2 separate regions of the Zea mays genome follow, and region 2 is linked to region 1. The links are chromatin contacts, called in public Hi-C maps. All regions are on one chromosome and are shown on one strand. The core of a region is the stretch at or near the end of the contact, and the rest is flanking DNA. Distances in the headings are between cores, read along the strand shown. Region 1 overlaps LOC103640480 (achilleol B synthase). Region 2 holds the start of LOC100277833 (putative polyamine transporter).

Region 1 (7,395 bases), core at 3,054-5,553:
GATCATGATTCATATGTATCATAACACTCAAAACCACATAGAGCATTAGCAAATACTATCCGATAGTTCATTTGTAAGCAAGGTATAGGGTAGACAAAACTAGGGTAACCTATTAGGTCCTATCAAATTAACGTGAATATGTCACGATGATTATGAAGAACATTATTAAGTAAAGAAAAGTGATCAAGGGCACAACTTGACTTCTATGAACTCCTGCTGTGCTTTGGGTTCCTCACTCATTTGCTCGTCTATTCGCAACAACACATACAAATTATACAGAAATTAACATCACACCAAACAATAGGGAAAACTATTGAGAATCTTCTATGCGTCGTAACAAAACCTTAGGTTTGAGAACTACTACAATCAAAGTTAAAATGAATTAATTACGGAATTTCTAAGTTCTCTGAATTATTTTCATACTAGAATTATTTTCAGATCTATTATATTTATATTAGTAAGTATTTGGATGGTGGGTTGAATAAGACAAGAGTTCAGGGTGAAATCTACTAAAATTTGGACCTAACATTTATTATCTTGCACTCCGGGTGGGCTGCGGGTTAATTCCCCAATATCCCGGGGGCTCACAACAAAAACTACACTCGACCACCTACGCGCCCTGATCTAGGCCGCCTGATTCAAAATCCATGGCCAGGTACCACGACCCTAAGGGGGCGTTTGGGAGGGCTCCTCGCCAGCTCCAGTACCGGCTCCTCGCTGAAGCCATCCCAAACGCCATCTCCCAAACCAGCTCTTGCACAGGAGCAGGAGCCAAAATACGGCTGAGAGCCGGAGCCAAAAATTTTGGCTCTGTGCGCGGCTCTGCGTACACAGACCTGGCTGCTTCCATGGACGCACGGCCTGCCTTTGGTTGGCGCCCCATCCTTGGCTGCTGCCCAGGCTAGCTGCGACACTAGGCGCCCAGGTGACCGGTGCAGGTCACGGTACTGCCTTGGCAGCCGCCCAAGCAGCAGCACATGGCGCGTTGGGGCTGTTCGAGGCCTAGCTGCTGCCCACGGCACGACGCACGGTCTGTCCATAGCTGGCACTCGGTTCTTGGCCGGCGCAACAGAGAAGCACGGTAGAGAGCACGGTGAGCACGGTAGAGAGCACGGTTTTGCCAAACAATTTGCAAAAAGTACAGGCTCCTGCGAAGAAGCTAATTCTTTAGAGGAGCCGGAGCTAGAGCCATTTTTAGAGGAGCCGAAGCCCTCCCAAACGGGCCCTAAGATCTAATCGTGTCTGTTCATCAAACGAACGACGGCCAGGTACCACGACCGAATAGTTATGCGATTCTCTCCCCTAGAACCCGAATCAATGGTCCACATTTGCCCACGCTATGATCCAAACCCATCCCTCCATCTAGATATCTATGGTTCAGATTTTAAGCACTACTGCCCGACCCACGACGCTTCGATCGTGGATCAATGGTATGGATCAAAGGATCCAACAGGTATCTAGATAAACGACTGGTTTGCCTTCTTCCACCTCGGTTACGGTTATGAACCAGTCGGCGGCGGTTATGAACCAGTCGGCGGCGCCATGGCTAGTGCCAACCGGAGTCCGCCCGGATGCACTGTCCCGACCCAACGACTTTGCTAAACATTGTGGAGAACACGACAAATTAGTTTAGGGCTGCTTGCGTCGAGCCGCAAGTACTACGTGATGAGTTTCCTTCTACGGCGACGAAACGCTCACCCCCAGGCCTAAATAGCAGAGATCCTCCTTCCCTCGGCACGACCATGGGCACCAACCCCACGCAGACCATCGACGTACACGATAACGGTCGGCGGCGGACGTGATCCTCTTCTCTGCTTCGACGGTGACCTTCTCTGTTTCCCTCACCGACGGTGGCTAATCTCCAGGTAGTTCATGGTGACACGTGAGCATGTGAGCAGCTCCGACTCCGACCAACGTGGAGTTCAGTTGCAACGCCACGGAGAGTTTGTCACCGTGGGCCCACATGGTGGCGGCAGAAGGGAGGCTGGCATGTGTGGAGGTTGACTGACGGTTGGGTCCCGTATGGCGGGAACACAACACGGGTCTGAGCTACGGTCCGAGCGGCGACGTACGGAAATGGGCCGGCAATTTGGCTTTGCAGGGTGGCTGGGCCGCGCACAAATGGGCTTCGGGCTGGGTTAGCAGTGGCAGTTGAAATAGGCCGAGCAGAGTTTCAGCCCAAGTGCCTGGAGTTCTATTTTCTACTTCTCTTTTTTTATTTATTAGAAAGTTGTCTAAAACTTAAGTACAATTTGAATACCAACTGCCATTTTGAATGCAACATAGCAAAAATAAATTATCCATCACGATGCATAAATTTTAAATTTATATTTATAATCCTTCATTTAATTGACTACTCAACTTATGGGTTATATGTCACATAGATAAAGGAGCACTCATAAAAAAAATAATCACATGCTTTATTTATTCTAAAATATGGGTCTTTTAAATCCTACCCCCTTAAAAAATCTTGTCCACGAGATTAAGATGAACTAGGGAATAGGTGGAGGAACTCTGCTAGCAATTCATCTTCTCATTCCCAGGTAGCTTCATCTTCTACGTGATGACTCCACTGCACCTTGCACATCTTGATCACTTTATTTCTTGTGACCCGAGTTAGGGTATCAATGATCTTGATATGATAACCTATATAGGTCAGATCACCCTGCACACTGAGTTCTTTCATAGGCAACTGTTCCTTTGGGACTCGGAGATACTTCTTCAACTTGGATACATGAAACACATCATTCACATCTTTCATGTGGTTGGGTAGCTCTAGCTGTTAGGCCACTTTCCCAACTCGCTTTAGGATTTTGAAGGATCAAATAAAGCGAGGGGACAACTTTCCTGTGACTTTAAATCTTCGCATACCCCTGATTGGTGACACTTTTCGGTATACGCTATCACCTTTCTCAAACTCCAATTATCTTCTTCGGGTGTCAGCATAAATTTTCTGCCTTGACTGTGTTGTCCTCATGTTCTCCCTAATTATTCGAACCCGGTCCTCTGCTTCTTGGATGATTTCTGACCCAAAGAACTGTCTTTCACTAGTCTGATCCCAATACAATGGGGTTCTACATTTCTCTCGTACAACGCCTCAAACGAGGACATCTTTAAACTGGCTTGATAACTATTATTATAGGAAAACCCCGCATAGGGTAAACTCTTGTCCCAGCTGCCAGCATGATTAAGAGCACAAGCTCTCAACATATCTTCCAACACCTGATTAGTCCTTTTGGTTTGACCATCTGTTTGGGGATGGTAGGCTGAGCTAAAGTTTAGCTTTGTGTCCATACTCTCGAGTATCTTCTGCTAGAACCGGGAGGTGAACTAGGATCCTCTATCTAAGACAATCTTCTTTGGATCGCCATGCAGATACACAATCCGTGACATATACAACTCTACCAATCAGGCTCCCGAATAAGTAGTCTTCACTTGAATAAAGTGGGCTACTTTGGTTAGCCTATCCACAATTACCCAAATTTTCAGCTACCCTAATTTTTGGGGTTTGGGTTCAGGACCAGGTAACCCGTTCTGCCCAATTTTAAACTACCAGCTTATCTGCTACTTTGCTTCACTATAGTTAGCTTGCATTCTTGCAGCAAACAATATACAATCACACACATCACTGATCATGACTCACGCACATCACTGACATCATTGAACATCTCACACACCACACTTCACTGATCTTTCACAGTTCAGACACACACGGTACTACGGTCTTACCGGTTACTAGTGCCTGGCAACACACGACAACAACAATATATGCATGTGCAGCACACAGCAATAGCAAGGTAGCACTGCAGTAGACGAATAATAGGAGCATCAACAACCAGGCATCAGCAAAGCAGCCGAGCAGGAGTGAGGGAAGAGAGGACTGGAGCCTAGAGGAGGCAGCACCGCACGGTCTACACTGCGATGGCCGGTGGCGTACTAGGACTGGAGGCAGAGGAGGCACCCAGTGGCCAGTACGTCAGACGGCTGGAGGCGAGGAGGAGACCAGACACTGGAGGCCGGACCGCCGGAGGGTCGCTACATGCCTACATCGGCCGCCAGAGACCAGAGGCGAGGAGCTCGGAGATTGAAGGCGAGGAGGCCGGCCTGGAGTCGAACGATGGCACTTGGTTTGGTGGTCGACGGCCGGCGGATACTGGCTAGGGTTCTGGGTTCATGTTCATGGCTAGGGTTCTGGGTTCATGTTCATGGCAATGGGGTTCATGTTCATGGCGGATACTGGCTAGGGTTCTGGGTTCATGTTCAAGGTAGCACACAGCTATCTCACTCCGACGGCCCGACGAGCGCTGGACCTGGCTTGGTCGTGGGCCTGTGGGCTGCGGCATACTGGGCTGTGGCGCTGTGTGCTGGTGGAGGTCTGCCAGTAAAAAAAAATTCAGGCCCAACATTTGGGTAGTTTGTATACAATAGAGTGATACCCGATTAGGCCCAAATTAAAATCAGATATTTTGTTAACCATAGGAATTATTCGAGTACCAGGCTTCGGATTAAACATGTATGGTCTCGGATATTTCAGGCTTCGGGATTTGGGCTTTGGTTTTATGCCTAGTGCTACTGCCACCGCCCCGTTGCCACCATGTTGCTACCCCTTGCCACCCTCGTCATCACCACTGGAGATGATATCGCTGACTCGCTGTGTCGCTCCACCGTCGGATAATATGTGGCCCAAATGCATGGTCTCTATTGGAAATTGGGATTTTTTTATGCCTTATGCAACACTATTTAGCGATGCAAACATCCTTTTGCCTCTCCTTTTTAGCTTATCCTGTTGGGGACTTGTTTGGTGTAAAAAAGATGTGGAAGGACTTGTTTAGTGTAAGAAAGATGTGGAAGGGTTAGAGGACAAAGTTATATGTACATCTCTAATCATTATCTCAAATTGTTCTTAAAAGTGACTCTAAATATTCAATTATCCCTTAAATTTTGAGGTCAAAATTTATTTGTTTATCATGAGTATAAATTCATATTTTATGAAAATGAATTTAATTTTTTGTGAAAGGAAAATACTAACATAGTGCTACCCATTAAATTAAAATTTTCCTTTGTTTAATTATTATACATCAAGTTTTGAGCTTAGAAATTTAGAGATAACTTCAAACCCTTTATTTATCAAAACTGTAGATTTGTGTTACCTTTATTAACATGGCAATGTCATAAGGTAATTAGGATGTATGGATGCATTCAATGTTTAATTACATGTGTTCTCTTACGTACTTATTCAGGACTTTAGCACTCATGCAGAAACAAAGCTTATAAGCGCCAAATAATGCCTAGAATTAAGAACATTAACCATGTACTAATTTCACTCTTGCCTTTTCATTAGGAGGATATGCGCAATAAACCTTCAGGAATATTCAAATTTATTTCAACATGTTTGAACATGTTTGTGGAGCCAGTGTTGAACTATTGGCCACTTAAAAAGTTAAGAGAGAGAGCTTTGAACCACATCCTAGAACATATCCACTATGAAGATGAGACTACTCAATATATTGGCATATGTTCAATTACGAAGGTATTGTCTACTGTCATCATTCTATCTTATTTTTTTGAAGTAATGCAACCAATCATATTTTTTTGTTATAAGACACAAAATGTGTCATCTGATCTATTTTATATGTATTAAATATTCTCACTAGCACAAAGTCACGATTCACAACTGTCTTGGAATTGGAACTTGATCATTGCAAAAAAGAACATGTGGTTTTAGTTTGATTTTGGTATCTAAGCATGGAAACCATTTGAAATCATCATAGATAAAAGACAGATCAACAAACAATAGAACTTTAGTGAATTTTGATATAATAGCAAGGCTTAAATAAGGCCAAACATAATACTGCTACAATCAACTTATTGTTTCAACATAAAAATAGAAATTAGGTGTACTATAGAAACCATAAATAATATATTGGATTTGAGACATACGAGATATCAAATATTTTATATCTAATGCATGTCTAGATAAAAAATAAGTGGCATTTTCTAAGAAACATAACACAAGAACAACAAACTTTGGAAACATATTGTGGCAATGGGTAACACCCTAGCGACTCCTCAAATCGTCTATGCATACTCCTGGTAGCCCTCTAGGACCATACACGATCCCCACATACCAACACAGGTCTATTCTTTGAACTTTATTATCACTCATGCACAACCAAGAAAATTTCCCCATCGGTCACTATCCCAAAATTGCTCTGATTCAAGCACGTTTAACCTAGAGGTTCTTTCAAGACAGACTTTCGAAAAAGAAGTTACACCTTGTTGGCATGAGTATTCTATCAATCTTATTAAGCCTTGGACCATGATAACACACAATCCACCTATGTCATGATACCACAATCCATCCCCTTAGAAGACCGACGTAAGCCAAGAACCTTCCCTCTTGGCCACATCTGTATGTCCAGCACATCATATGCCATGCCATGTGAATAATCTGGATCTACATGCGCCATATGCCCGAACCCCTAGCACACACACGCCCATGATGTCGTCTAGAGGGGGTGAAAAGGCAATTAAAACTTTTCAACCTAAATGAACTCAACTTACTTGACTTGATCGATTGTAGTGGAATAATGTCTTTGTGTACTTAGTACCTACACTTCACAAACTCAAATAACAATATGCAATAAGAATTGTTAGTAATGTAAGTATGCAAGAGGACAAGACACATGATTTTATCCTGTGGTTCAGTAAAGCCTCAAATGCTTCCCTAATATAGGTTGGAGTTATCCAATAGGATTAGAGTTTATTTGAACTCCTCCTCCCCTTTGCTCAAATTTATCACCACTTGTGATAATCTAAGATTTCACTACCAGTTTATTTTCTTTACCACTTGTGATAAACATGTGAGCTCATCGACGGATGCCTAAAGTGAATGGCCGTAGCCCGCACGCTTGCTCAAGGTCGCTTAGCTCTTCTAAGAACTTTCTCTAGCTCTTTCTAGTTCTTTACAGAATTCTCTTGCTCTAAGAACAAGCACCCTATTTTACACACCACTCTCTATCACTTGATTACATACTAATCACTTGATCTCATAAAGAGATGCACTAGATTGGGTTCTCCACTTGCTAATCACTTCTGAACACTTGCTTGTATGTGTTGGAGGCATGGACGAGTGATGTATGTTGCCCACAAGACAAACTAGTTGTTACCCAAATTATGCAGATACTAGGTGCACCAGACTTATGTCAGACTATTGTTCCTAGTGATCGTTCTGAAAAGTTATCAGCTGTTAGGATGCATCAGACCAGTCTGGTGAACCTCTAGATTGAGCCATGTCAGCGCCACATCAGCGTAACCGTTGAACTTTGAAACTAGCCATTAAACTATAAAGGTATAGTTTACCACTGGTGCTTGGTCCAATGTGCCATTAGTGTT
Region 2 (7,395 bases), core at 3,170-5,669, 500 kb after region 1:
GTCTTATGACCTTTCTAGCAAAATTTAAGATCATCTACCTTTTCTCTTGTTCAAAGTTTAAATTGTTCTTGGTTATGCATCAGCGAATGGAATCTGATGGCTATAAGCCATGGGTTACTGTTGTATTAAGATGAAGCATTATGTTATATACAATATTTTCTTTTTTCATAATTATAGTGTGCTTATTTTATCATGTCAAGATGGTGTCCAACCAGTGCATATCTGCATATCATATAATAGTTGTGTGGCATGTGTCAAAACACCAGGGTGTCTTAGCTCCGAGAAAGCCTCTACGGCGATAAAACTAGGTCACCTTTTAATAAAAGAGATGCTGCAAAGTATCGTGTTTTGTTATTTTTGTTGGCACATGTGTATGATTTAGAAAACACCTGTCCTGTGTTGTGCTTCCATGTATCCTCTAGAACTCTAGAATGATGTAATAGATTACTAGCCTTATCTGATTTTTTTTGTAATATTTGTATCTTACAAGAAACTATGAATTTGCTAATTTTCTTTTTTAATTTCTATGGCATAGTACGAGCACATACATATATTTTTTAAGGTATGTAAACCTCTAAAATTTAAAAGATGCTAACAAGAGTATAAAATAACAATTAATTCTTCTGTATATGTTGACTCTATAGCAACGTACGGGCATATATCTAGTAGTTATGTATAATTATACTACATAAATCTTAGATTTAGCAAGTCCTTAAATAATATAGGAAACAAAAAAACTCATCTTCTCCAACAGTTCTCTATATATTACTTTCTAAATACATTAAAATTTAACATGTCACCCATTTGAGTGGGACCATCATCGATGACATATTCAACTTGGTGAGTTGTGTTGACCTTTTGATTTACGGTTGCAATTGTTTATTTATTTATTTCCGACATGTGCACGTGCGGCTATTGGCAATTATTTAATCTATAGTTGACTATCGTTGTCCGACGCATGGGCTCTGTTAATATATCTTTACTACAAAGTGAAAAAGGCAGCGAAATACAAAAATTATCGTCGTTTTTTTGTTTAGGGAGTTGGTAAATGGTTGCTAAACGTAGAGAGAAAATAAGATTAGATGAGGAGTAGCTAAATTTATGAAGTCCATTTAGAGAACTGTTGGAGAGGAGTTTTTAGTTTAGTTACCTAAATTATTGATTTAGGGAGTCTTTTAGAGAACTATTGGAGTTGCTCTTAGAGCATCTTCGACAACTCCCAATAATTATACCCTCAAAAGAAAAATAATAAAACCACTATTCCAACAATTCTCCCAATAATTTTTGGTACTAAGATTTTTAGGAAGCTCCCAATACTCATGTATTGTGAGATATATTTTTAGAATATATTGGAGATGCTCTTAGAGTATCTTCGACAAATACTAAAAATAAATCTCCCAATACATAGGAATTGGGATTTCCTAAAACTCTTAATTCATAAAAAAGTGTTAGGACTTCAACAACTTCCAATATATTATCAAAAACCTAATTAATTTGTTAGTGAGGACTACGTTCGTTCATCCACAGACGCCTCGCTGAGAACGAGAGTGGCTTCTTCGTTGAGTTCGTCGCCAAGCGTGCAGCACCCGACGTCACCGTAGGACCCCAAAGAGTTGTTTCTCCGGTCACACACTCATTGAGGAGGGCCTAGAGGGCAGCAAGCCTCGTCGACGCCCTCGCCGCCAACACCGCCAATGCATTCCTTGGGCAGGGAGCTATGCTGCTTGATGAGTCATGGGCAAGGGATGACTAGGAAGTTGGGGCTCATGCCGCGCGCAGGCGGCGGCAATGACAACGGTGTCACATCATCCAAGCGCCTCGCCTCCTACCGCCTCTTCGCCGAGCAACTCCTCGAGTTGGACCAGCACGTCGTCCGTGCAGCCATTGCCTCGCCTCGCATCGGCCAGCTCCGCCCCAGTCGAGCGTGAAATCTAGTGTGGAAGGTGACCGCTAGAGGCACCAAAGGGGGGAGCACGCGAGAACGGAAAAGTGAGGTTCAGTTTGGAACTCGGACAACGACGAACATTTGTGTCATGAGAAGGGATGGTATTCGCGTGCGGGAACATTAGGACACTAGATAGCTAACTATTGGAGGTGTTTTTCCTTTACCCAAAAAAAGTATTGGGACTAAGGTTTTAAGGATCTATTGGAGATGCTCTTAGAACATGTTTGCATTGGGAGGGCTTCCGAACCAGCTATAACTCCGGCTCCTGCAGGAGCCCTCTCAAACAGTGTAAAAACATCTCCCAACGAAGAGCACTTAGGAAACAGGGCCACTTTTGAGGACAAACCGGAGCAACAAAAAACTTGCTTCAAACAATTCCTTCCCCCGCTCCTAGTCATGTCCCTCTCCCACGCCCCCTCTCCGCCCCACACACTGCCCTCTCATGTGCCTCGTGTAGCGTCGTGGCCTGGTCTCCGTTACCCTGCCCTCGATGTTGCCTCCCCACATAGCACCCCACCTTTGTGGCCCCTGTGCTCGTTGTTGCCTCGTCACCTAGCGCATGCCATCGTGGCCTCGCACCAGCCTCCAGTGCCCCCGTGCCTCATCTAGGTAGCTTTTTATAATTTGTCATGGCCCTTAATTGTTTATTTGAATCGAACCTCTACCTCACCGTCGAGCATACCCTCCGCTACCACCGCCTATGGCATGCTTGGTATCTAGTTTGTTGTTTTGTTGTCCATATATTACAACCAACTGAGTGTAAATTGCTTGTTTGAGACCATAAACGAATTCAAATAAAAAATTTGTCAACTACAAAGTTGAATAACTTTTAAAGTTCTACAACTTTCATTTTGACACTTTTTCATCCGAAGTCGTTTGTAAAATTTGAATTTTAAATTTGACAAATTTATTAGATGCAATTTTTGAGAACCGAAATGAGTTCAAATAAAAAAGTTGTCAACTATAAAATTTCATAACTTTTAGAGATCACAACTTTTATCTTAGTGGTTTTATCATACAAGGTCGTTTGAAAAAGTCAAAAAATTAAGGATAAAATGATTTCTAGTGTCGGTTCCTTAAGAAAACTGTCACTAGAAAACGATTTCTACAGACGTTTTTCTTAAGGAACCGCCTGTAGAAATACGATTTCTAGTGGCGGTTTTTATAAAGAACCACCACTAAAAATAGCACAGGCGGTTGATAACCGAATCCGCCTGTAAAAATATATCGCCCTGCAGGCTTTGAGCCTTTTTCTACTAGTGGGTGTTTAGTGTAGAGAAATTTTGGGATGTGTTATTGACGGAGTAGTTTTCTCGGGTGGAGTTTTTCTCAGGTGCACATGAATGGGACAAAGTGTGTATGAAAGACTTGTGTTTGTTTGTGAGAATAGTCTATCGTCTTGGAGCTAGAGGGTTGCTAGGACTAGGAGTAACTACCACTAGCCTATGAGTGGCTAGGAACAATCTATAATCCTAGAGGACCGCTAGGAGTAAGTATCGCTAGAGTAACTAATGTCAGCCCATGAGTGGCTAGGGTCTTACGAATGGTATTAGAGCTGACCCTCGCTATTTCGCGGGCGTGTGTGGGCTAGGGGTTGGGTGACCACATGGCATGGTATGTAATGACCTAATGCTTAATAGGATTGATAGAATACTCATACCAATTGTCGAAGTGTTAGAGTGGACACACTAACCAATTCAAACAAAAAGTTTAAGCTATTAGAAGGTAGACAATCCACTTTTACTTGCAGCCAAAGAGAAAGACACAAATATAAAAATAAAAGGACAGATGCATAAATAAAGTCTCAGCCAAGATTTGAACTCGCTCTCGTACCATGTTAAGTTGCATGCAATGACATGTTTAACCCAAAAGATTAAGCTATTAGGAGAATATAGAAAATCCACTTATATTATATTCTAACACCCCCACACATCGAGCTTTTCTTGAGTCTCAGACGTGAAATACAAGCGAGCAAGAATTATTTTATTTTATTTACGCTAATAAAAAAGAATCTCTACGTTAATTGTGCGTGTCTAAGAGAAAATTTGGGATATGCGACCGCTCAAGAAGTTTTTTCTAAGCGTACACAAGTGAGGATAAAGTCCTAGCAAAGATCGGTGTTAGAAGCATACGCAATAAGAAGAGGATGAGTGATACGAAAATAAAAATAAAAATGACGTATAGAAGCATACATGGCAGTAAATCTATACATTAAGTAAATATAAGAAGAGAATGTGAGATTTAAATAAAAAATGAAATTATAGATAAATAAAAGACTATTATCATATAGCTTGCATCTTATAACTTGTCTGGCTCCGACCTCAACGGTGCCGTGCCGCCTGCTGCAGCTGCATCACAGAATCCTCCCGGTCGCCGGGATCAGATGTCTCCGGCCCCACCTGTCATCTACCAAACAAACTCCCATAATATCTCTCCCAGTTCAGTCCCGTATCCCCCAGTCCCCACCAGGCAATCAAGAACACCACCTACCGCTGACTTGTCAATTCCTGTCTGTGCGCGCGCGCGCGCGTGGCGCCGGCCGAGCGGCCGTTGACCCGATGACCGGCGCGGCGGCCGTCGATCCCCCGGCGCCTCGGCCGCGGCGGCTGACGGTCCTCCCGCTCATCGCGCTCATCTTCTACGACGTCTCGGGAGGCCCCTTCGGCATCGAGGACTCGGTCCGCACGGGCGGCGGCGCGCTGCTCCCGATCCTCGGCTTCATCGTCCTCCCAGTCCTCTGGTCGCTCCCGGAGGCGCTGGTCACGGCCGAGCTCGCATCGGCTTTCCCCACCAACGCCGGGTACGTGGCCTGGGTGTCCGCCGCCTTCGGCCCCGCCGTGGCGTTCCTCGTCGGGTTCTCCAAGTGGGCGTCGGGGACGCTCGACAACGCGCTCTACCCGGTGCTGTTCCTCGACTACCTCCGCTCCGGCGGCGGGCTGGCGCTGCCGCCGCCGGCCCGCTCGCTGGCGGTCCTCGCGCTCACGGCCGCGCTCACCTACCTCAACTACCGGGGGCTCCACATCGTCGGCCTCTCGGCGCTGGCGCTCACCGCGTTCTCGCTCTCCCCGTTCCTCGCGCTCACCGTGCTCGCGGCCCCCAAGATCCGCCCGTCCCGCTGGCTCGCCATCGACGCCCGCGCCGTCGACCTCAGGGGCTACTTCAACTCCATGTTCTGGAACCTCAACTTCTGGGACAAGGCCAGCACGCTCGCCGGCGAGGTCGAGGACCCCAGGAAGACGTTCCCCAAGGCGGTGTTCGGCGCCGTCGGGCTCGTCGTCGGCGCGTACCTCATTCCGCTGCTGGCTGGTACCGGTGCGCTGCCGTCGGAGACGGCGGCCGAGTGGACCGACGGCTTCTTCTCCGAGGTCGGGCAGCGGATCGGCGGGCCGTGGCTGCGCGTGTGGATCCAGGCCGCCGCCGCCATGTCCAACATGGGGCTCTTCGAGGCCGAGATGAGCAGCGACTCCTTCCAGCTTCTCGGCATGGCCGAGATGGGCATGATCCCTGCCATCTTCGCTCGCAGGTGAAGTCTGCGGCTCCGACCTGAAAGAATCAGTGTGCAGAGGCAGCTTTCAATCGAACGAAAAACTGAATCTTTTTTGTGAACTGGTGCTGATGAACGCAGGTCCAAGTACGGGACGCCGACGTTCAGCATCCTGTGCTCGGCGACCGGGGTTGTGATCCTGTCCTTCATGAGCTTCCAGGAGATCATCGAGTTCCTCAACTTCCTCTACGGGCTGGGCATGCTGGCCGTGTTCGCTGCCTTCGTGAAGCTGCGCGTGAAGAACCCGGACCTGGCGCGGCCGTACCGGGTCCCCGTCGGCACCGCGGGGGCCGCCGCCATGTGCGCCCCGCCCGCCGTGCTCATCGCCACCGTCATGTGCCTAGCGTCGGCCAGGACCGTCCTCATCAACGCCGCCGTGGTCGTCGCCGGCGTCGCGCTGTACTACGTCGTGGAGCAGGCCAAGAGGCGCCCGTGGGCCGAGTTCTTGGCGCCCGTGCCGCCCGCTGACAGCTCCCACGGACCAGCCACGGCGCCTGATGACGCCGACGCCGCCGACCTCGAGGATGTCCGCGCCGGGCTGCTCGCGGGCGAGCCGGCCGACGAAGAAGGCAGCAAGGTCGAGTACTCAAGACTGGAGATTCGTGCATGAACCCGTTTGCCGTTCTGTGTACAGTAATTCCAGCGAATACATGGCGAATCATTGTGTGAAATTCAGAGGAGGAGGTCAGGTGATCGATCGCGCTCACAAGAAGATTCAGAACTGCAAACCGACTACTAGATAAGTCTGAACCATGAATCGGAGAAGTGAGAACAGATCTCAAATTGTAGAAGCTGTTTTTGTTTTGACCTTTTAAGTGTAGTGTGATGCCAGGCGAGGTGGTGCCGGTTTGAGAAGAAGCTGTATTTTTCCAGCAAGGGGGTCAGATAGGTTGTACTGTACTTGCATTGAGTCAACTTGATAATTCAGTAAAGTAACCAGCATAGAAAATCTGTGTCGTAACTACGCAGAAATGTGATCGTTTGATTAGGCGGATAGTTCGTCTGATAACAGAGTGTCGTTTGACTTGGTATGGCTGTTTCCTGCCAGTGCCAGATTATCTCAACTTGAATACTTCCGAGGTGTTCTTCTGAAGCTTGAGCGATGGGCAGTTGAATCTGAGATTATCCCAACTGCCCATTGCCCCATTCCATGGATTGGAGAATGGTTTGGTACGGAAATTAAAAAACAAAAGCAAAGGCACGTGACTGAACCAATCTTTTTCCATTACTGAACCATCCGGTTCCTTCAATTGGCCATGTCACAGTCACCTCCTTTATAAAACATACCACGTGACTGAACCAGCAATTTTCATCACAAGGAGCAGCATCGCTGATGCGAAGAAGGGAGCGGACTGGTTTCACACTCGACGAACCGAGGCCGAATTGTGGTGCAAGTGGATGCATGTCACATACTAGTCTGTTTGTTTGCAAAGGGTAATTAACAAAGTTCACATTACATACATAAAGTGTGGTTCACGATTAATTAGTGGTGGTGGTGTGTGTTGTTGTTGGTGGGGTGGGAGAAGGAAGGGGTCATGACTCCACACTCCACATCCATCACTAAGGCCCTGTTTGGAAGTGTAGTATTTTTGCAGTTTTGAAACAATACTATGGTATTTGATGATACTATAGTATTATAACTCAAAAGGTGTTTGGTTTGTGCAGACAAAACATAGTTTTAAATACCATGGTTTATCTAAAACCGTGGTATTTTTGGAGTTTTCGAAACTCCACTCCGGACTTCAGTTTTCTTCTCTTCTCTCTGCATATACTTTGTTTTTCCAATGGAACCAAACATATCTCGGTTTTGAGCAATACTGTGGTTTTACTGTGGTAAAGTAATACCATAGTATTTGTGTCATGTATAATTGTAAACTGTGGTATCTTAAAATTACAGTATTTCAAA

Evidence for each region. A called contact is a pair of places that touch in the nucleus more often than the background predicts.
Region 2: a contact with region 1 is called in a Hi-C map of leaf, with 4 times the contacts expected there. The contact joins the promoter of LOC100277833 here to the enhancer-like site in region 1. A contact is called at or near these places in 3 of 25 Hi-C or Micro-C datasets (ear and leaf).

The regions. Positions count from the first base shown.
Region 1 is chr1:164,004,253-164,011,647 of Zm-B73-REFERENCE-NAM-5.0, forward strand. It overlaps LOC103640480 (achilleol B synthase), which reads left to right. Exons shown (of 18, transcript XM_008663047.3): 7 at 5,342-5,530. Among protein-coding and RNA genes, the nearest start is that of LOC103640480, 24 kb to the left of the region's middle. Within about 2 kb of position 4,304, at least 16 of the 20 cell types and tissues checked have an H3K27ac peak or open chromatin away from gene starts, as enhancers often do. A contact at or near this core is called in ear and leaf, where this site is marked.
Region 2 is chr1:164,509,017-164,516,411 of Zm-B73-REFERENCE-NAM-5.0, forward strand. LOC100277833 (putative polyamine transporter) reads left to right here and starts at 4,420. Exons shown (of 2, transcript NM_001151298.2): 1 at 4,420-5,468; 2 at 5,571-6,388. The coding sequence starts at 4,504. The coding sequence ends at 6,099.